Regions from separate parts of the Macaca mulatta genome. Here region 1 is linked to region 2. The links are chromatin contacts, called in public Hi-C maps. All regions are on one chromosome and are shown on one strand. The core of a region is the stretch at or near the end of the contact, and the rest is flanking DNA. Distances in the headings are between cores, read along the strand shown.

Region 1 (5,424 bases), core at 1,080-3,579, 100 kb after region 2:
TTTTTTGTTTGGTTTTGTTTTGTTTGGCTCTGTCGCCAGCCTGGAGTACAGTGGCGCGATCTCGGCTCACTGCAACCTCCACCTCCTGGGTTCAAGTGATTCTCTTACCTCAGCCTCCCAAGTAGCTGGGACTACAGGCATGTGCCACCACGCCCAGCTAATTTTTGTATCTTTAGTAGAGACGGGTTTTCACCATTTTGGCCAGGATGGTCTCCATGTCGACCTCATGCCCACCTTGGCCTCCCAAAGTGCTGTGTTTACATGCATGAGCCACCGCGCCCGGCCCCCATAGTGAACTTCTTAGTGATCCAAGGCCAAGTTTCCAGTATGTCATGAAAACTGAAACCTGGTTTTGAGTTTCCAAATTCACACAGAGCCAGTCTTGACGGAAGATGTGTGAGGCAGCAAGGGCGAGTAGCACCACAGCACAACTGAGACACTCAGCACTTGGTTCTATTTCTAGCTCTGCCACCTCCTTGCTATGTGGCCTGAGGCTGGTCACCTGCTTTCACTTAGTTACCTTTCCCTAGAACTGGGGGAGAGGGGAGCTTTTTACCATATTGTTCCAGGACCTGAGGGTGTGTATGCTGAAACAGTAGCATTCCTCTGAATCTCTTTGAATTACAGTGCACACATCTTCAGGATATCACAGGCATCCCATCCATACCAACACGTGCCTTCTTTCCCTAGTCATTTTTCTTCAACTATTCCCCTTTGAGCTGGGCTAAGAGAACAACATTCTGGACTCATTCCTTAGGTGCACTGTTGGTCGTCTCACAGACTTAAATATATACATCTGTCCCACTTTTAGAGAAAATAGGACCAAAATCTATTACATGTATTTTAGGCCCTCTATCTGAATTCTGAAGTCTTGCTCTGACTTCTTTTTCGGCTTCAGCTTTTGATTTCAGGCACATTCACACTTGTTTAGCTTTCAACTTACAGAGAATGCTGGAAAAGAGATTCATGTATTATTTAGAACATTCATCCAAATGCCCTCCCAGATCCCTTCTAACTCCATGAGGTCCCATGAGTCTGTGAAATGCATGGGCAAAGGAAGAGGAACTGAGGCTTTGAAGTCAGATATACCAAGTTCCAATTCCTTATTCTCAAATTTACTAGTTGTGTGACTTTGGGTGAGCTGCTTAACCTTATAGGAGACTAGGGTCCTCATCTAAAAACCTGGGCCAGTGCCAACTACGGAGCCATGACTGTGAGGATTAAATGAGACATTACTTCCATAAAAACATGGAACAGAGTGTGAGGCATACAGTAGGTGACAAGGTAGATATTAGATCCTGCTTTTCATTACTGGTGCAAGTCTCTGGTGGGTCAAACATGTGGGATGTTGTATATTTGAATATTGCTTCAGTCTTCACTTCCATGGTTTTATTTCAAAAAGAGAAAGAAAGAAGGAAATAAACAGTAACTGTCAGAGGCCTTTCGGAAAGCATCACCCATCCATTGAAATGTGCTTTCCATTCAAAAACTACCTTATTAATTATTCATTGCTTTTGGAACTGAAAATGAGAACAGAGCTTAAGACCCAGAGTTGGACAAGAACAGTGTTCCAACTGCTTGATTTCTGTCATTTCCTGGTATCTAGGCAGTACATCCCAAATCTGAGATTTGCAGTTTCGGGAGTCAAGCAAACTTTAGGCTTGATGATCAGTCAGGTTTAGTCAGGTTTAGCCAATGCCCTGGAATGACTCTTCTCTTTACTTTCATTTCCACTCCGGGCTCTGCATTTCTGGGGGATTATTTCACTGCATGGGTGGCCCGAATCCCTTGGCCTTCAGCCTTATGGCTCGTTCCACCGCTCTGGGCAAGTCATAACCACCCGAACATGCAAGTCTTTCTTTCGTGCCCCAGTGGCATGAGGAACATCATTAACTCTTCAGGGCTGAGGTTTGGGATTACTTAAAAATCTTACATCCCCCTGTGTTTGCAGTCAGAACACCAGAGTAACAGAGTGTTTGCAGGGCTTGTTTTCATGCCAGAAATGAGGTTGCCCTAACACACAATCCTTGAGATGTTTTTTCCCTAACGATTGTACTTCACCGGGATTGTGGGTTACAAAATGGAAGCTCAGTGCTTCCGGCTTCGAGTTCCAGTAGAACAAACGTGCAAGAGACTCCTCGGCTTGGAAACTCTTCAGACCGGGGAAAGGCTGCCGATGTGTCCCAGGAGGGGAAGGGCAGGAGGAGCACAGCTGTGCGGGGCGGGGGGTGTTTCACATGCATCTCTAAAGATGAGCTTCCTAAAGTGTAAAAAGGCAGGGGAAAGACACATTTCCCAAGGCCTGGGGCCAGTGCGGGGACAAACGCAAGGCTGGCGTGCGTGCATTGCGGGTTCCGCGCGCCATCTGGTGGCTTCGGGCTGGCATTGGGCGCACCATCCGGGCTTTCACCCCATTGACAGAGACTTCATAGAAGGAACCCTTTGTGGGCGTTTAAGTTCTGTTGGAAGTGATCACCAGGAGGACACCAAGGGCCAGATGTTCCAAATTCCACTCCTTATCCTACAATTGGACACTGAAAGCCTCAGGTTCTCTTTGACAAGGGGGCACTGATCCTTCCTTCAGGACCAGCCTTCCTATCACACAGCAATGTGAGCACTCAGCTCTGGGCAGCCTGGCCCCTCTGTGCCTTGCTTTCCACATCATGACCCCGCATGACGGGCCACAGAGAGTCTTCCCTTTGCCCCTACCTGGAACGTGTGTATTCCCTTCCAGCCTTCTGAATCCCACAGTTCTCAAGGCTCAGTCCACAGACATCTTTACATCCTTAGAATATTTGCCTCATAATTTGTTCATACTAGTGTTTCCAAAGTGTGTTCCAAGAACAATGGTTTTATTCATCAGAACTGTATCTCTTTTTGAAAAGGCATTCAAAGTTTGGGAAAGTCAGGGTTATGCAAAGGTTGAACAGACGTGATTGCAGGATATCTCAGGAGCATTATGCATACTGAGAATGTAGTGGATTTCTAAGAAGGAACTACAGTTTGCTATAGTTTCTAAACTTGTTTGACATCCAAACCTTCCTCCTATCTCCACTTTTGAAGTGTATGTTGCCAATATTGCATTTAATAAAACAATTTTAAGGAAAAGTAGCGTCCTGTTCACTTGACCCATGATTATGTAGCTATCTTTTTAAAATTGGAAGACATCTGTATTCGTTTGCTAGGGCTATTATATTGCCTCACAGTTGTGGAGGCTGAAGGTCCAAGACCAATGTATTGGCAGGGTGTGTTTCTTCCGAGGCCCCTCTCCTTGGCTTATAGATGGTCATCTTCTCTCTGTGTCACCACATGGTCTTCCCTCTGTGCCAATCCGTGTCCTAGTTGCCTTCTCTCTTTTTCTTTTCATTTCTTCTGCTCCTCCTCCTCCTCCTCCTTCCTCTTCTTCCTCTTCTTCTTCTTTTTAAGATGGAGGTCTCACTATGTTGCCCAGGCTGGTCTCGAACTCCTGAGCTCAAGAGATCCTTCTGCCTCAGCCTCCCAAAGTGCTGAGATTACAGGAATGAGCCACTGTGCCCAGTCCTAATTTTCTCTTCTTATAAGGACATCAGTTATATTGGGTTAGGACCCACCAACATGACCTCATTTTACCTTAATCATCCTTTTAACGTCCCCATGTCCCACTACAGTTACATTCAGAGGTAGTGGGGGTTAGGACTTTAACAAAGGAATTTTGGGAAGCCACAATTCAGCCCGTAACAACATCTTATTGTTGTATCTGTAGGGTAAAATGTATGCTTCAATGGAAAATTATGCATTGTTTAGAGCAGGGTTGGCCAACTACAGCCAGTAAGCCAGATCCAGTTAGTCACCTGTGTTTGTAAATAAAGTTTATTGCACACAGCCACATTCACCCTTCACATTTTGTCTAAGATTACTTGCATGTTCAATGGCAGTTGAATATCTGTACAAAAACCATATGGCTTGCAAAACCGAAAACATTTACTATCTAGCCCTTTGTAGGAAAAGGTCTAGAGCCCACCCACTCTTCAGGGTTATCTAATTTTGATCCTATAGGGGCTCTGCACCTTTCGTGGCCTTTGAGCTATTTTACAACTCAATAAGTTGGACATAATGGATAACAATGCAAAACAATCCTTGCCTACAGAAGAGAAGCAGCCAGTTTTGCCTCAGTTTGCTTATTCCTTTCAGTATCCTTGTCAATAAATGTGTGTCTTTTTTGGATTCTCTTTTGAACTGGCTGTAGCATCTTGTAGTTTCCTCATTAATAATGAATTGAATAAATCTTTAACTTTTTTTAGTATCTGTACGAGTCATAATTTTACCTTTTTTTGAAAAAGTATCCTTTAAAATACCAATGTTAAGCTTCTTGAGTGTGATAATGGCATTGGGATTATAAAAGACAATGTTTTTGCTCTTAGGAGTACATGCTAAAGCACTTAAGGTGTGTCACACGCGTCCCTGTGAAGAGAATCCACAAACAGGCTTTGTATTAGCAACAAGGCTGTTTGTGTGACAAGGTGAAGTGTCATCATGCTTACAATTTGCTTTCAAATGGTTTGGCATATATGAATACAAATGTGTGTGTATCTGTACATACTCACACATACATCACATATATAGGAGGAAAGAGGGAGAAAGAGAAGGAAAATTGGTAAACTATAAACAACTAGTGAATCTAGGTGAAGTAGGGTGTCCTTGAATGGTGTACTATTCATTGAACTTTCCCATATGTTTGACAAATTTCAAAGTAAAAAACTGGGCAAGGGGGTATAAGTTTATGTCATATTCCTCATTAAGCGTGTTGTCAGCTTCATGTCCTATTCTTCTGGATATTTTTCCAGTACTTCAGAGATGAGCCAATTATAGATGTTTGTTAGTAGTCTGACTTTTTGCAGTGGGTACTGCAAATAAGAAAAAGTAAATGATTGGGAGGCCGAGACCAGTCAATTGCTTGAGTCCAGGAGTTTGAGACCAGCCTGGGCAACATGGAGAAACCTCAGGTCTACAAAAAATAAAAAAAAAAATTAGCTGGACATGATGGCATATGCTTGTAGTCCCAGCTACTAGGGAGGCTGAGGTGGGTGGATGGCTTGAGCACAGGAGATCGAGGCTGCAGTGAGTTATGATCATGCCACTGCACTCCAGCATGTTTCAAAAAAATAAAGTAAATGAAACATGAAACATTAATGTTTCTACTGTCACATGGCTCAATTTCTTCTAGAATTCTTAATAGTACCAAGCAAATAAGATGTTAAAGTAGAATTTTTTTAAAGCTAGTTATATCCTATTCCGAAAGAATGCTCTTAAAAAAATAAAATCTTTTGGCCGGGTGTGATGGCTCACACCTGTAATCCCAGCACTTCGGGAGGCCTAGGCTGGCGGATCACCTGAGGCCAGGAGTTCAAGACCAACCTGGCCAATATGGTGAAACCCTGCCTCTAC
Region 2 (5,403 bases), core at 262-2,761:
TCACTTACCACTTTTACTTAGCAATTAGTATTTCTAAGTATATCATCACCATCAGGTAACATTCAGATGCCCATCAGGCACCAAAAATTGAGTTCGGTTTTGTTGTGGAGGCACTCAGCAACTTAAGCAGATAAATATTTAAGTCATTGCAAATTTATCTGCAATATTATAGAAAACATCTTTCCTATACTAGTTCAAATAGAGTACTTTGAATTGCGTATGTGGCTATTTATGTCTGGGGCGGGTGGGGTAGGGGGGTGGAATTAAAAACCTAGAAACATTTCGCCAGAGCTAAGGACCTCAATTTATTTTAATGCATGGAAAGAGTTTATTAAAAGTGAACCTCAAATTACTGAGCTTTTGCCTTATTGTATGATTTTTAAAGTATTTGCCATACTAGTAAGAGTTCTGCAGAGAAGTGACATGTGGGAGTAGAGATTGTCTGGGTCAGACTAAATCAGCATTTCTTTGGCACAGGCTTGGCTTGGGCCATCTGCCTGAGCCGACTATATGTGTGAGCTGCAAAACAGAAAAAAGCTGTTGAGAGCCTTAGCCCAGGCTGAGAGCCCATTACCCCCATTTTGTTATTTCTGCCTGCAAACAGCAGTTCAATTAGCTTTTCTGGTGATAAAAGATAAAGATTTATTGTACCCCATATACAATTGAAATCAGAATTTCACAGGAGGGTCACAGTCATTAGAGAAGTTTTGTAATACTATTCTCCTAATAAGCACCATATGGGTTGTTGCTGTTATTATTTAACACCTACTAAGCAGGCATCTCATTCTAGGCTCTGAACAGCTGAGAGGCTAGCTCCTACCTTTTGTGCAGCTTAAAGTCAAAGCCACAGGTAGGAAATGTCACTTTGCTTGGTTCAAGACACGTATTGACAAGAGTTAACTATGAGTTTGTTTCCTTCCAGTTTATCTTACAAACCACAGTAAAATTCTGACATAGGAACACAGTCCGAAGTCCAAAGTGCTTTCGCACAATAAGTTCATTATGCCCAGCGTGCAACTCATGCATCAAAGGGGCCGCCAGACCCCATCATCTTTATACAAATCAAGAGGCCAGTTGGAACAAGGAGGCTGGTCAGAGTGGTCAAATTGTAGCTTTTCCTTTCTTTTTTAAAAAATTTATTTTTTCACTTTGTATCGCTGTTCAGAATGGCACTTTTTAAATGGAAGAAAGAATCCAGCCCTGGCAAACCCTGTTTACTCCACGGGAAGGAAAGGGGAGGAGGCTCCCTCACTCTCCAACAGCCTGGAGCCCACGAGGAGCCCTTGCTGCGGTTTCCAAGGCGGCCCCCTGACTTGCGCCGCGCCTCTATTCTAGAACTTTTCCCGGGCTGGAGCAGCGCAGTTTCCGCGCGCCCGGCTCTGCGCACGTGGAACCCCGCGACCCCAGGCGGGGCCGGACTGGACCCGATGGGACGGGACGGGACGGGGCGGGGCGCGGGCCCGGAAACGGGAAACGGCCCCGTGCGCTTCGCCCCGCCCCGCCCCGCCGCCCTGTCCTGGCTCCGAGCGCCAGGCCGAGCCCGCGCGCCAGCTGCCGGGCTATAATTAGAGCTACCGCGGCCCGGGCCCCGCCACCTCCCCGCGCCCCCCACCCGCGTTCCCGGGGAAGAATGTGCGAGTGCGCGCGAGGGCCCGCGTGCGCCGCCGCCGCCGGCGCGCTCTTTGGAGCGGAGACCGCGTGGTGAACCAAATAAAGTAAAAGGTCTGGTCCTGCTGGGCGAGGCCGAGCGAGGAACGTGCGCGCCAGAGCAGGGGTGTGGCGAGCCCTCGGTGGCCCAGAAAAGATCAAACGCGCGTCAGCAGCAGCCCTGGCTGCCGCCTGCAAGGGTCCCCGACTGGCCGGGCTGTACTGGGTGGATTTTCCAAGTTGGAGATGGCGCATGACAAGAGCTGCCCCAAATCAAATGTCACTCCCTTTTTGGAAATCATGATGCTGCCTTTTTTTTTTTTTTTTTTTTGGCTGTAGCTATAATAAGCCAAATGTTCCGTGCTGGTGAAGTAAACACGCATGTTTAAGAAGCATCTGTGTTAGCACTAATGGATGGTGCATGCTAATAAAAATGTATTTATTAAGCAAACCTCAGGACATGCCCCTATGGGAACTGCCCAGAGTACTGTAACAACTGACTGCCTGGAATCAGTTTACTTTCCATCAAGAAACTTTTATTTAAATTTTAAGAAAAAAAATTTTCTTTGATCATAGCATTGTGCACTGAGGTTCTACCGAATTAGTTTACTGCTGATTTTTATTAATTATTCCCTTTAATACTCTGCAGTATTTTCTCAAAAAATGAACAACATGACCCCTGTCACTTTAAAAACTGACATTAAACTGTTTCTCCATCACCACCTTTGGAGTTGGGGGGGGCAGGGTGCTGGCTACCAGAAGTAGCAACTAGATTGTGGATTAAGTATTGTATAATAGTTTTGTTTAAAAGTGAATGAACGGGTGAATGGATAGGAGGCTAAAAAAAATAAAGCCTTGCTTCAGGCTTGTGAATTCCTAGACACAACCCTACCCCAAAGACTTCCTTCACCAACATATTTTTCTTTCTAGATAATAGGCACAAAAACCATTTAGAAGCTTGAGATGGAAATCGTGCAATACAATCTACTCTTTATATATGTTACTGAGGAATCTGGAAGCTTTTTCGGGTTGAAATGCAATTCCTAGGAAATTATTCTTGCTCTTTTCCTGTGACTGTCTTGACACAGCAGCAATGCAATTTCAGTGGCTCTGCTCCTTCACAAAGACCTTTGAGAGGAAACTATGCTGAGAGATGCAAATTCAGGGTTCTCTAAAACACCTCAGAATTGTCCAGTTCTGCCCCCAGATAAAACCACTAGAATAAAGGTCAGGAAATCTCCAGATGTTCTTGGGCCTTGTGCAGTCATCTCAGGTAATTCAGTTAAGTTTTGTGTCTGTTTTGCAATTATTAAAAACAATAGAGCCCAGGCACAGTGGCTCACGCCTGTAATTGCAGGACTTTGGGAGGCCGAGGCGGGCGGATCACCTGAGGTCGGGAGTTTGAGGCCAGCCTGGCCAACATACTGAAACCCTGTCTCTACTAAATATACAAAAATTAGCTGGGCGCCGTGGTGCATGCCTGTAATCCCAGCTACTTGGGAGGCTGAGGCAAGAGAGTCTCCTGAATCTGGGAAGCGAAGGTTGCAATGAGCTGAGATCGCCACACTGCACTCCATCCTGGGCGACAAAGCGAGACTCCATCTAAAAAATATATATATACACACACACATATATATCCACACATATGTATATACATAGACATGTATATATACACACGTATACATATGTTGTACTTGACTCAAAGGGGGCTAAAATATCAAATGAGGTAACCTCTATGACAGGTTTCTGGTTTTTCATTTATCAATGAGACATGAGAAGGTGCTGTCATACAGGGCATCATTAGGTGATTGGCACAGTGAGTGCCTACCACCCAAAATAGAGACTTTCAGTTATTATATTAAACAGAATAATAGCAAATCGCTTTGAAACACTGGAGAGAAGGGGCTCCCCCTGCTGTCATCACAGAAAATGCATTGTCTCAGGCCAGAATCTTGTACCTAGAGTACTCACTGGGTTTCAATCGCAGTACCAAAAGATTCCCGAAGTTATCATCACCTTGGAGGATGTATAGTTTTATTGGAACTAAAATTAAAATATCACAAAGAAAGAATATGAAACACCCTATGCTCAGATTCATTTACTCAAAGCTCAGCCTGCCTATGAACCACCAAAATGGTCTACCTCACTCCATTTATGACTTTAAAAGTGAGGATGGTATTTGTGTGACTGGTAGCAGCTGGGGGTGAGTGGGTTGAAAATATGTTTGAACATATTTCATTTTTGTTAAGATTTATTTAAATAAGGAATCAATAAAAATGATGTATAATGGGAAATAAGAGCATCTTCATTGGATTTTGACCTTGATAAAAACGTGTTTGTGAAAAAAAAATCCTTTAATTTTCTTGTAAATCATATTTCTTTACACAGGAGCCACTGGATTCATGAGTAAGTCTTCAGAGGTCATGAAGAGTTGGGTTTGTCACCACAAATGTGTAGCACTGGAAGGAACTGATTCAAGGTCTCAGTAACAAATACTGGCTGAGCTGAGTCTCAAGCAATGACCAGACCAAGCCAGAGATCTTTCATCTAGGCCATGTTTGCTGAGGGGTTGAGGACATGGATGGAATTAGGTTGAAACTCTTCATGAACAAGATGAATTGTAAGCAGTTAAGAAGGAAAAGACGCTGGACGTGGTGGTTCCCACCTGTAATCCTAGCAATTTGGAAGGCCAAGGTGGGAGGATCACTTGAGACCAGCCTGGGCAACATAGTGAGACACCATGTCTACAAACACTTTAAAATAAATAACAATATTTATTGTTAAATAAACAAATAAATTGAAAAGGAAAAGAGATGGCATGTGCAAGAGTTGAGAGACTGGAGAGGAAAAATTACATGAAGGAACCAACATCTGGTCATAGCCATTCATTCATTCACTTATTCGTTCATTGGTTCACTTGCTCTTTCACTCTACACATACATCTCATGGTAAATAACATGACCTCTGGGGTCAGACTGCTTACTCTTAACTTCCAGCTCCACCTCTCTCTGACCTTAAATATAAAGGTATTAAGAAACAGTATGTTCAGTTTGCTTCCAGAAACCACTTTCTTCATTCTGCCACCTCACTGGCTGTTCTTTCACTGCTTCCTCATTATCTCACTTGGAGTGCCCCTAAGCTTCGTCCTCAGATGGTTTCTTTTTTTCCCTCTCTCTGTCTACACTTACTCCCTGCAATCTCATCCAGACTTATGGTTTTGAAATAACATTATATGCTGACTTTCAGTTTTATTTCTCTAGCCTAAACCTTCGTCCTTGAGTGCCAGCCTTGTATATCCAGCTACCTACTCAGTTGTTCGCTTGAATATCTAATTGACATCTCTCATTTATACGTCCGAAGTTGAACTTCTGATCTCCCTCCCACCCTCCCCACACCACCGCACCACAGTCTCCTTCCAGTCTTTCCCGTTTTATAAAATGGCAGTTCCATCTTCTAGTTATTTGAGCCATAGACCGACCTTAGAGTGGTCTTTGACTTGGATTTTTTTCTCAGCCACTCTCCACCCAGTCTATCAGCAAATCCTCTTGGCTCTACCTTCAAAATGTATTCAGAATCTGACCACATCTCACTCCTTACTAGACGCCGCCATCATCTCTTGTCTAGGGTGTTGCAGAGTCTTCCAGACTGTCCTTCCAGTGTCTCCTTGTCCTCTGCAACTTATTCTCAGTTCAATAGCCAGAATAAACCTTAAAAATATTCATCTGATCTTGTTTCTCCTTTGCTCAAAACCTTTTG

What was found. Hi-C and Micro-C count contacts between places; a contact is called where the count stands out from the background.
Region 1: a contact with region 2 is called in a Hi-C map of fibroblasts, with 4 times the contacts expected there. The contact joins two enhancer-like sites. A contact is called at or near these places in 7 of 14 Hi-C or Micro-C datasets (CD4 T cells, blood, cortical neurons and 4 more).

The regions. Positions count from the first base shown.
Region 1 is chr1:14,579,457-14,584,880 of T2T-MMU8v2.0, forward strand. No RefSeq gene overlaps it. Among named protein-coding and RNA genes, the nearest start is that of TARBP1, 20 kb to the right of the region's middle. Within about 2 kb of position 2,330, at least 11 of the 40 cell types and tissues checked have an H3K27ac peak or open chromatin away from gene starts, as enhancers often do.
Region 2 is chr1:14,478,805-14,484,207 of T2T-MMU8v2.0, forward strand. No RefSeq gene overlaps it. Among named protein-coding and RNA genes, the nearest start is that of IRF2BP2, 11 kb to the left of the region's middle. Within about 2 kb of position 1,512, at least 24 of the 40 cell types and tissues checked have an H3K27ac peak or open chromatin away from gene starts, as enhancers often do.